Linked DNA regions of Mus musculus: all the other regions are linked to region 2. Evidence: chromatin contacts called from public HiChIP or PLAC-seq and Micro-C data. All regions are on one chromosome and are shown on one strand. The core of a region is the stretch at or near the end of the contact, and the rest is flanking DNA. Distances in the headings are between cores, read along the strand shown. Region 1 has its middle 29 kb from the start of Phldb2. Region 2 overlaps Plcxd2 (phosphatidylinositol-specific phospholipase C, X domain containing 2). Region 3 overlaps Cd96 (CD96 antigen).

What was found. Hi-C and Micro-C count contacts between places; a contact is called where the count stands out from the background. HiChIP or PLAC-seq counts read pairs in DNA pulled down with a chosen protein or histone mark.
Region 1: a contact with region 2 is called in a KLF4 HiChIP or PLAC-seq map of embryonic fibroblasts, with 10 read pairs. The contact joins two enhancer-like sites. A contact is called at or near these places in 16 of 39 promoter capture datasets (the 3T3-L1 cell line, 3T3-L1-derived adipocytes, cranial neural crest and 9 more), 1 of 15 datasets of contacts at CTCF or cohesin (the NIH/3T3 cell line), 19 of 484 Hi-C or Micro-C datasets (the AML12 cell line, the C2C12 cell line, the HL-1 cell line and 11 more), 6 of 115 datasets of contacts at active chromatin or transcription factors (embryonic fibroblasts, extraembryonic endoderm stem cells, kidney and 3 more) and 3 of 9 other capture datasets (adipose tissue, liver and pancreatic islet).
Region 3: a contact with region 2 is called in a Micro-C map of the HL-1 cell line, with 5 times the contacts expected there. The contact joins two enhancer-like sites. A contact is called at or near these places in 1 of 39 promoter capture datasets (liver), 12 of 484 Hi-C or Micro-C datasets (the HL-1 cell line, the P5424 cell line, double positive thymocytes and 5 more), 1 of 115 datasets of contacts at active chromatin or transcription factors (CD8 T cells) and 1 of 9 other capture datasets (liver).

What each region holds. Positions count from the first base shown.
Region 1 is chr16:45,871,655-45,874,981 of GRCm38.p6, forward strand. It overlaps a transcript of Phldb2 not described here. Among named protein-coding and RNA genes, the nearest start is that of Phldb2, 29 kb to the left of the region's middle. Within about 2 kb of position 1,922, at least 33 of the 459 cell types and tissues checked have an H3K27ac peak or open chromatin away from gene starts, as enhancers often do. A contact at or near this core is called in the C2C12 cell line, embryonic fibroblasts and pancreatic cancer cells, where this site is marked.
Region 2 is chr16:45,967,616-45,970,831 of GRCm38.p6, forward strand. All of the region lies in intron 3 of Plcxd2 (phosphatidylinositol-specific phospholipase C, X domain containing 2), which reads right to left. It overlaps Gm15638 (predicted gene 15638), which reads left to right. Exons shown (of 3, transcript NR_152226.1): 3 at 1,022-3,216. Among named protein-coding and RNA genes, the nearest start is that of Gm15638, 24 kb to the left of the region's middle. Within about 2 kb of position 1,271, at least 73 of the 459 cell types and tissues checked have an H3K27ac peak or open chromatin away from gene starts, as enhancers often do. A contact at or near this core is called in the C2C12 cell line, the HL-1 cell line, embryonic fibroblasts and 1 more, where this site is marked.
Region 3 is chr16:46,093,291-46,096,943 of GRCm38.p6, forward strand. Cd96 (CD96 antigen) reads right to left here. Exons shown (of 15, transcript NM_032465.2): 5 at 1,450-1,505. Among named protein-coding and RNA genes, the nearest start is that of Cd96, 25 kb to the right of the region's middle. Within about 2 kb of position 1,766, at least 76 of the 459 cell types and tissues checked have an H3K27ac peak or open chromatin away from gene starts, as enhancers often do. A contact at or near this core is called in the HL-1 cell line and embryonic fibroblasts, where this site is marked.

The sequences.
Region 1 (3,327 bases), core at 672-3,171, 95 kb before region 2:
CTTTAGCAGGGCCTGCTTTTCGGGTACTTAAGCTGCGCCAAACTTTGTTAGCTTTTAAGTAATGGAGGTGGCGTTTTTATCTCCCTCTGCCAGACTTCCGTGTTTATCTCCTCATTGTTTCCAAGCATGTTTGGGTAAAGGATGCTTTTTGTGTTCCAGTCCCTTCAAACCCTGTGACAGGTACTAGGTCATTTCAATCTTATCATCTGATTATGTTTATGCCCTGAGCCTCAGGAACTGAAAATTCAGGCAAGGCCTCGTATCCTCTTCCACCTTATGAGAAAACTGGGACTTCCGGAGTTAAAACTCATCTAAGGATGTATAGCCCACAACCATCGAACAAGGGAGAAATTTGGGCCTGTCTCACCGACTCCCATTCAGATAGCTCTGGGTTTTATAAAAAGCTTCACATCACTTAAAAAGCATTTCTTTTGACAACGTTCATCAACAGCTTTAACACGATCTTTAGGTTAGCTTTAAGTGCACACTCCAAACTGTTGTTTATTCTCACTTAAAATTAAACGATCATCAAAACAGTTTGTAATAGCCTTTGAAATCACACATACACACACATACATGCACGCACGCACACACACACACATACACACACACACACACACACACACACACACACACACACACACACACACAACCAATCAGCCAACCAACCAACCAAAAACAACCGGTACATATATGGTCAAATTAGTATATCCTTAGCCAAATTTCAGCTATATAAATGTAAAGAGTGAATTTATATAACATTTATTTCAACTTTCAGTTTTATTTTTGAGATGAGATTTCTCTACATGTATATATTTGGTGGTGTGGTGGTGGTGAGGTGTGTGTGTTTGTATGTATGTGAGTGGTATATGTATTGGAGCCCATTAGTGTGTGTCTCTGTATGTATGCATGTGTGTATATGCATGTGTGTGTATACATGAATGTGTGTGTGTGTGTGTGTGTGTGTGTGCGTGTGTTCCACAGGCCTGGGGTTGACATCAGGCATCTTCTTCAACTGTGCTTCACTTTCTTTACTAGGGCAGAGTTTATTACTAAGTTTCAAGTTCATCAATTGATCTAGTCAAACTGGACAGTTTGGCCCTAGAAATCTTACATCTTTATCTCCTGTACACTGGGATCACAGGAAGGCCACCATGGCTGCCTGCCCTCACTCTTAAACAGCAAACAATTTATTTACCAAGCTACACCCTCCCCAGATTCATAGAGTAACATTTAATTCTGAAAAATATAATTAAAGAATAGCAGAAAGGATTCATCTTTGTGATATCCTTTGCTTTGGATCATCCATTCAATATTAACCAAACACTGACATACGTCTTTTACTCATGGTTCCTTTAAAATCATGTAGGTTCTAATCAATTGCTCACTTGAGTTCGCAGATTAGTACCACAATACATTGGTGCCAACAGTCCAAGGTGCCACGGGTGTGCTTGCAGAGTGACTAGACCAGGTGAAGAAGGAAGAGGAGGGGCACCTATAAACCCATGCATCATATGTTGGCTGCCTTAAAGTATTAAGTTTAGTCCTTGGAAACATTCAGACTGTGTTTCTTTCCTGACCATACTAATAAGATAAAAGGGATTATATTGCTTTACATTAGTTCTGAACAAATAAGTAGATATCTATTGATCTTTAAACACATGTGTTAGCATCGTTCTTCCCAAAGCTTCCAGTTTTGAATGGAAGCCTCCAAATGCTATAATAATGAGTTCTCTTTGCCAATGTGTGGACTTGAGCTTGTACCAGGTAAAGGGATTAATGATGAAGGGTAGTTCCCAACCACCAGCTAAGTCTTGTCTGGGTGCCGTCCTATAATTAGAAATTACAGATATGCAGCCTGCTTTGCTCCCAGGGGGTAGGCTGCTTGCTGGAATAGAGAGACATAGAACCCTGTGCCAAGAGGGCTCCGGTTCAGCTGATGAAATCGCTTCCACTCTATTACCACATGGCCACACCTCTAGGCAGAAATGCCGAAGGAATGTGGAATGGCAGAGTTCTTGCATTCCTACCTTGGCATGGGACACACTTATGACATTTCTACTGGTCTTCAAGGGTTTCCCCTTTGTCCCACTAATGCTATTATGCTCTTGTTGTTACTATATATATACATATACATACATACATACCTCCCTTTGCAGAACTCTCAGTTCTTGTGGGGAAATGTTGGGTGCAATTTCTTCTTAAGTTGTCAAAATTCCTTAGTTTTTAAAGCAAAAGAGGGAAATGGCATAAGTACTTAAGTTCACTTATGTGCCTTCACAAACCACTTTTGAAACACAAATGGAGATTTTTTTTTATGAGGGAACTTAACCTAAAACATCTTGGGCTTAATCTTTTCACTTCCAGCAAAGATCATAATGAAGGAATTATATCCGAGTGTACACTTTTATGCTTTATTTAAAAGACTTATTTGGTAAGACCATCAAATACTTAATTTTATGATATAGTAATATAAATAATAATAAACATGCAGAAAAAAAGAGATAGATGATTGAAATTAAAGATAGCCCAAGTTTCATCCCAAATAATTATTTTAAAAATTAAGTCTCCATACCGCAGAGGAGCTGAGTGTACTCTAGTCTTCCTTTCCTTTCCTAGTATCTCAGAGGCTAACGATCTCAGTGAGTCCAGAACGAGAAGACCAAGTGAACAGTAGGATGTCGCACTTAGGACTGACAGAATAGGAAGTTTATTTATTCTACATGTCTCTTCGGTGGAGAATGCCTGTTGCTCTGTTTCTCTATCCCATGCATGAACCATCTGCTTCTCTGCTCTATTCTTTTTTTTTCTGTTTTTTTTATTACGTATTTTCCTCAATTACATTTCCAATGCTATCCCAAAAGTTCCCCCCTCACCCCCCTCCCCTGCCCACCCATTCCCATTTTTTTGTCCCTGGTGTTCCCCTGTACTGGGGCATATAAAGTTTGCAAGTCCAATGGGCCTCTCTTTCCAGTGATGGCCGACTAGGCCATCTTTTGATACATATGCAGCTAGAGACAAGAGCTCCGGAGTACTGGTTAGTTCATAATGTTGCACCTACAGGGTTGCAGATCTCTTTAGCTCCTTGGATACTTTCTCTAGCTCCTCCATTGGAGGCCCTGTGATCCATCCAATAGTTGACTGTGAGCATCCACTTCTGTGTTTGCTAGGCCCCTGGGCATATATCCAGAAGATGTCCCAACGGGTAAGAAGGACACATGCTCCACTATGTTCATAGCAGCCTTATTTGAAATAGCCAGAAGCTGGAAAGAACACAGATGCCCCTCAACAGAGGAATGGATACAAAAAAATGTGGTACATTTACAC
Region 2 (3,216 bases), core at 21-2,520:
AGTAGTGAGCTTGTAACATTTAGGATTCAAAGGATCCCTGGCCAGAACCTATGTTTGGAGATCCTGCGCCACCTGCTGGTCATTCTGGGGGAATGATACTTGCCAGGTAGAGGCAGCCCCGACCCTTTGCAGACTATAAATCCATACTTTCCAGATTAAGTGGTGAAGAAAAGCTCATCTCAGAGACCTCAAGGACATGTGCAGGGACACCCGATTGTCCAGAGGACTGTGTTAGCTCACTTACTCTGTCATAACAGCATATACACTGTTGACTTCAAAGAACTGGAGTTATTTTCCCCTGTTCTAGAGGCTACAAGTCAAGGTTGAGATGCTATTGGGCTGGGTTTTTTCTGAAGCCCTTATTCTCTATTGCAGGAGATTTCCTCCTCCTCATGCCCTCCCCTCAGCAACCTATGTGTCATTTTCTCTGTATGCACACACATATTCCTGTAGTCTCTTGCCTTTTGCGTGCTTTTGGAGATCTTATTACATTTTCAAAGATGACCTTGACTGTCCCCTCCTCTGCATGGATGCTGGGATTGCAGGCTTACACTGTCTTGCTTCTCTTCTATTGTCTCTGGGTTTAAGTTTCCTTTGGACTTCAATGTGAGTAGATTAGAACCCACCGTAATAGCCTTTTAACTTAATTCTCTCTTTAAAATGCAATGTCTCTAAATGTACTCACCTTAACTTGAGGGAGGGGCTCAGTACATAGCTCTGGGTGGCCTTGAACTCGCAAAGATCTGTCTGCCTCTGCCACTGGAGTGCTAGGTCTAAAGGTATGCACCACTAAACCTGGTTGAATTATTATTTTAATATTATTATTTTAAAACTGGTTAATTTGAAGAGAGGGGACATAATTCAATGACATTAGTAGGGACCCTACAGGTTTCAACTCCAGGCCTCCTGACTGCATTCTGACTCACTGCGAGCCTTTTGGATCAGGTGTTTTCCAGTCTGAGGAAAGCTACAACAGAAATCCAGGCTGAATTGTCTATATATGTTTGTGGCTTTCTTCCAGGGTGATGAACCAACGTGAACAAGAGACTCTCATGTTCCAAGTGGATCTGAAAGTTGGGAATTAGCTTCCTACCAAGGAAACTACCTGGTCCCCAGTAGGAAGACACACTGGATCTTCCCTGGCTTTGAGCTGTTGATCAGTGCTCGGAATCAGCTATGTAGCATCCCTGTTCAGTTAGCCAGTACAGACAGCCTTCAGGGCGCTGGTGCTCAGGGGGAGAGCCCACGATTATTCAGTTGTGAAATGACAGTCATGTGATTTGCTGGCACTTGGGAACAGACTCCTAACCACAGCCACGTTCCTGCTCCACTGATGTGTAGGCACAGGAATGTAGGATCACACTCCTAATATTCCCATGACCAGAAACAGTGAGGATGCCAAGAGAGCTACTCATTTGAGGGACACATTCTCACTACCAGCTGGGAGACATTGCCTTTGCGCTCATCTTCTTGACCATTAAACAGAGAGGCATCATTCATTGGCAGCAAGACTAAGAAAGCAGGACATGAGACTAGTGAGAGTGTGGATTACCAGCTGTAACTAGTGTGAACTGACTAGATCCAGGGACTACTAACTCAATCACGGGGGCCTAGAAACACTAGGAAATTAAGCTTAGACATTCTTTCTGCTCACAGCAGTGCCCAGCACTACACAGACGGAAGCCCGGCAGACCTGACAGGCTCTTGGCTCTCACAGGGGCTGTAATCTTAGTTGTAATCTGTGATGCTGGATCATTTAGCTTCCCTGAATACTGTCGTATATTAGGACCCACAAGGGGCCTTACATGGCATGCCCCTTCTCCACGTCAAAACACTGGCCCGGATTTAAGAATCAAATAAAAGCATTTGCAAAAGGGTGCCTTTTATTCAGAATAAAGGACCTATCCTTCGTGTGAAATAGCCTCTTTGGCGGCCCACACAGACTTGCAGTGGACTGGTCTTCACTCAGGTATAGAAATGTTCATGTTAGATTTTGCTAAAAGACTATGGGGCAAAGGCTACAGGAGTCCTCTGTGTCTCTCCATCTGCCTCTTCCCAGGTACTCTTTCTGTTTTTCTGAACATACAGAAAACTTCACTTTTACTGAATGAGTAAGTAACATTAAGCTACAAAGAATGAAGAAAATGGAATAGGAACTTGAACATATATTTTTAAAAAAACGCATAATTCTAGGTCCTTTTAAGAGATATCACACTGAATTAAGGTTGATTGTTTGATTTGATTTGATTTCATTTGGTTCGCTTGTTAGCTCACACTTAGAATCCCAACACTCTTGAAGACTGAGTCAGGAGGACTGCAAGCAGTCAGTTTGAGGCCAGCCTGGGCTACAGACAGGGTTTCACTCTACCATACCCTTGTTCCCAAAGAGTGTTAGCATCTAGCCTAGTCATAGCTTCTCCTGGCTTTGAACTCACAATCCCTTGCCTCAGCCTTCCAACTGCTGGGGATTGCAGGTGTGCAGCACCATGGCCAGCTGAACACAGTTAATTTCGTTAAGACTTTGAAGGGCTGCGTGGAAATGAGCCCATCTTCAGTCCATGGTTGACATTATCAGGAGTTCTCAGCACAAAGCAAGAACACTGTTCTTGCTTGCCTTTAAAACACCTGACTAAGCACATGGCTATTATATGAAACCATGTTTCTCAAACTCAGAACCAAATGAGTGTGACTAGGCATGTGACTGGGCATGTAACTGACTAGACATGTGACAGACTGGTCATGTGACTGGGCATGTGACTGTCGTGTGACTGGGCATGTGACTGTCATGTGACTGGGCATGTGACTGACTGGGCATGTGGATGACTGACTGGGCATGTAACTGACTGGTCATGTGACTGTCATGTAAATGGTCATGTGACTGACGGACTGGGCATATGACTGGGCATGTAACTGGACATGTGATGTGACTAAACACACCTTTCATTATTCAAATTCTAGTCACTACCTAGAACTCAAGAACTAAACAGATACTTGTAAATATCTTTTTTAAAAAACCTAAATACATGTCTCTTCAACTTGTTTTACAAAGGATAGCCTACTGAAAAGTGAATTTATAATATCCCTCTACATACATATTTGTCATATACATATATACACATATACATTATACACATACATGTACAAATATGTATACACATACACACTTATACACATAAACAATCTACATATATACCCAAATGTTCATATACATGTAAT
Region 3 (3,653 bases), core at 516-3,015, 130 kb after region 2:
GGATTCTTGGACCTGATTTTATTGTTTCATATCTGCTCTGATGTCATCTTACTCAGAATCACTGGCTCCAAGCATCTGCAAGAGGTTCTAAGAAGAAGCAAAAACATCTATTGATATCTGTATTGTTGGGTTATTTGTTTTATTGAAGCCACTAAAATGAGTGAAGCCCATTGATAAACTTAGGACTTAATTGGAACAGAACTTAAATGATTAAATCTGTCCTTATTATGTTAAACATTATAATACCAATTAATAGACACAGATACTTGGATAATATATGTTATGGTCATTCAGGGTCAACACACAGAATTTGAGTTATGGTTTATACGAAGCTATGGAACTACATTACTGATATCCAGAAGAACAAAAATCATAATATTCTCAGGGTGAAAAGCAGGTAAAATATATTTTTTTCATACCACGTAACAGAAAATACATGAGAATGTTTATTTTACTTTGGGTTTTGAAAAGCTTAGGTGAAGTCACAAGACAGCAAATTAAAACAGGCAATAGTGTTGTGGGTCATGGTGGTGCATGCCTTTAATCCCAGCACTTGGGATTCAGAGGCAGTGTGAGGTTTACAAAACAAGTTCCAGGATAGCACAAGCTACACAAAGAAAATGTGTATTAAAAAACCTAACCAAAACAAAACAAAAAACAAAAAAACAAAAAACCAAAAAACCAAAAGCAAACAAAAAAACCAAAACCACACTCCCCCCAGAATAGCATTGCTAACAGCAGCAATATTTATTGACCATTTTCCTTCATGCCACATACTCCTTTAAGAATTACTCAGACATTGATTTCATTATTGACCACAACAAGCAGATATTATTATTTGGTATGTCATATAAATGGAGAACTGACTACAGAGAAATGAAGTAATGTGTTCGGATGCAGTGACTAGAGGCCAAGAGCTACTCTGAAGGGGCAAACTCAGAGCATCGTGTTCTGCTTCTCCCTTTCTCCCGCCCTTTCTCTTATTGCCAGGGAAATAGGCAGGTTTGGGAGGAGGACGGGAGGGCCCCATTCCTCTTCTCAAGGCAATGGGAAGGAGAACTCGGGAGAATAACAAATTAAAAGTCAACTTCCACCAGGACTCACACTGGTTTTTGTCCCACTTTCCCTCAGTTTTTAATCTCAGAGACATTTAAACAATTGAACCCCCTTTCTACACACACACACACACACACACACACACACACACACACACACACACACACCAGGAAAGTAAGACCTAAGGCCTCAGCCCACGCCTTCTGAGAGCAGTAAGTCAAAGCCAGGATTTCTCTGCAGTTTCCAGTCACCTCAGCTTGCCTTCACAGCAGCAGTTAAGTGGCTAAGGGCCAAGGAATAAGGTCTTTTGAGGGAATGTTCCTGGCAGCCAGGCAATCTGACACAGCTTGGCATGTAATAGTATGGGTATTCAAAGAATTCGCTGTGACTCACCTCTCCTAAGACATCCATGGTGCTGTTTTCCACAGTCATGAGGATTTCTGGTTTAGCTTAAAAGCAAATAAGGCACAGTTAGTGTCACTGAAGTCTATACTATGTGTGTGTGTGTGTGTGTGTGTGTGTGTGTGTGTGTGTGTGTGTGTGTAAGCATTCCATGGTACACAAAAATACATACAAATTTAGTGTTTTCATGGATGGGAAGAGTAGTTATAATTGCCTTTTCAAAAGTCTGAGAAGGGGCAGCTAGAATAGAGGAAAGAAATCCACTGGGAGAAAGGGATGTGTGTGCAGGAAGGAAATGTTTCACTTCTAGAACCCTGAGGGAATCAGAGAAACACTTGATTGCTGTTTGGCTTGCTTGGCACTAACACGTATCAGGAGATGGTTTTGTTGCCATGCTACAAATTGCAAGTTCCTGGAAGTCTTCATCACCAGAGCTTTGCGCATGGACACTGAAGACTGAAGCACCTCCGAGCTTGTTCTTGTTACAGCAGCAGACCCAGCCTTCTATGAACCTCTTGAAAGACTGTTGCCATTCTTTGTCCCAGGTGGTTTACCTGCCTGCCTGCTCAGCAGTGACTTCTGGTTGCCGAAAGCTGCTGCTGGGCCTATTTATGATCCCTTGCCTCTGGATTCATTGAGAATATGAGGAGGGAAGGAAGAAGGAGATAATGTAACAGACGGGAAGTCAGGGGGAAAATATCCTGGCTTCATTGCCCTGCATTTGAGACCTCAAATAGGATTAATAAAATATGTGTGTGTGTTTGTGTGTGTGTGTGTGTGTGTGTGAGAGAGAGAGAGAGAGAGAGAGAGAGAGAGAGAGAGAGATTGCTCATAAGGACCATGGTGATCAGAGGATCACTTTTGGGAGTTTGAATCTCTTTCCACCTTGCATTCTGGCAATCAAACTCAGGCCAGAACTCTGGGTTTGTGTGTAAGTGTTTTTTACCCAGTGAACCACCTCACCAGCCCCTGATATGTGTTCTGTGCCATAGTTCAGAGCTCTCTGCAAGACTGATCTTCAGGCTGGAAGAAGTAACTGGTATGATTATGCACATACATTATCCTCCTTCCCCTCTTGGGCTCAGGTTTCTCCCCTGTGCTGTGTCTCTAGGGTGACTTTGCAAATCATTATTAGGACTATTTCTAGTGTCCACATGTAATTTAATTGGAGTTAACTTTTCTTACACCATGTCCTGATCATATTTTCCCTTCCCCAACCCCTCAGATCCTACCCACCTAACTCCACAGCCTTTTATTCTCTTCCTTTAGAAAACAGTCAGATGAACAAAACAAATAACCAAAACTAAAAAAAACAAAAGAAAACAAAACAAAACAAAAACAATAACACACAGGCACAGCCACAAAAGCAGAAAATCAGAAACTGAAATATACAAACAAAAGACCAGTAAGACTCCCCCAAAAATGCCCAAATCAAACTAATATGAGAAAAGAAGTCTTCAAAGATACCAACCCTTGAGTTTGTTTTGTGCTGTCCAGCTACTGCTGGGCTTGGGGTCCTGCCCTTAATTGTGGATAATACAGCCAGTGAGAGTTCACTGGGAAAAACCAATTTTTCCTTTGCAAACAGATTCCAGTTGCAGATATCTTCTTGGGAATTATCTAGGAGTAGGAGCCCCTCTCTACTCCTTCACTTCTGCACCGGGATCCCATCACACATAACATTTTTTTTTTCCGAGACTGGGTTTCTCTGTGAGGCCCTGGTTGTCCTGGAACTCACTTTGTAGACCAGGCTGGCCTCGAACTCAGAAATCCGCCTGCCTCTGCCTCCCAAGTGCTGGGATTAAAGGCATGTGCCACCACTGCCTGGCTACACATAAGTTAATTTAACTCAATGCCTTCTTTTACTCTTTGTTCCTCCCCTGGGGGAATCCAAACCAAGACACAGTCCTGAATTTGATGGAGAAAAGGATATTTCTTAGTTCTTATAAGAAACAAATGTAAATAGAATTAAGGCACTGCAGGGGGGCGGGGGGGAGGTGCGGGGGAGAGACCTTAAAAGTCCTGGACGTAGCTGTGAGCTCTAAATATTCAAATTTCCAGGTTCTGAGCAGGAGAGAGCAAGCAAAGCCTCAGCAGTGAGTTGGTGGTTGATGCAAATGGACACCCAGCCTCTGGTCTGCACTCTACAGAAAGAACAGATGAGGCAGAGATGGCTTGGGAAGAAAAACTAGGTG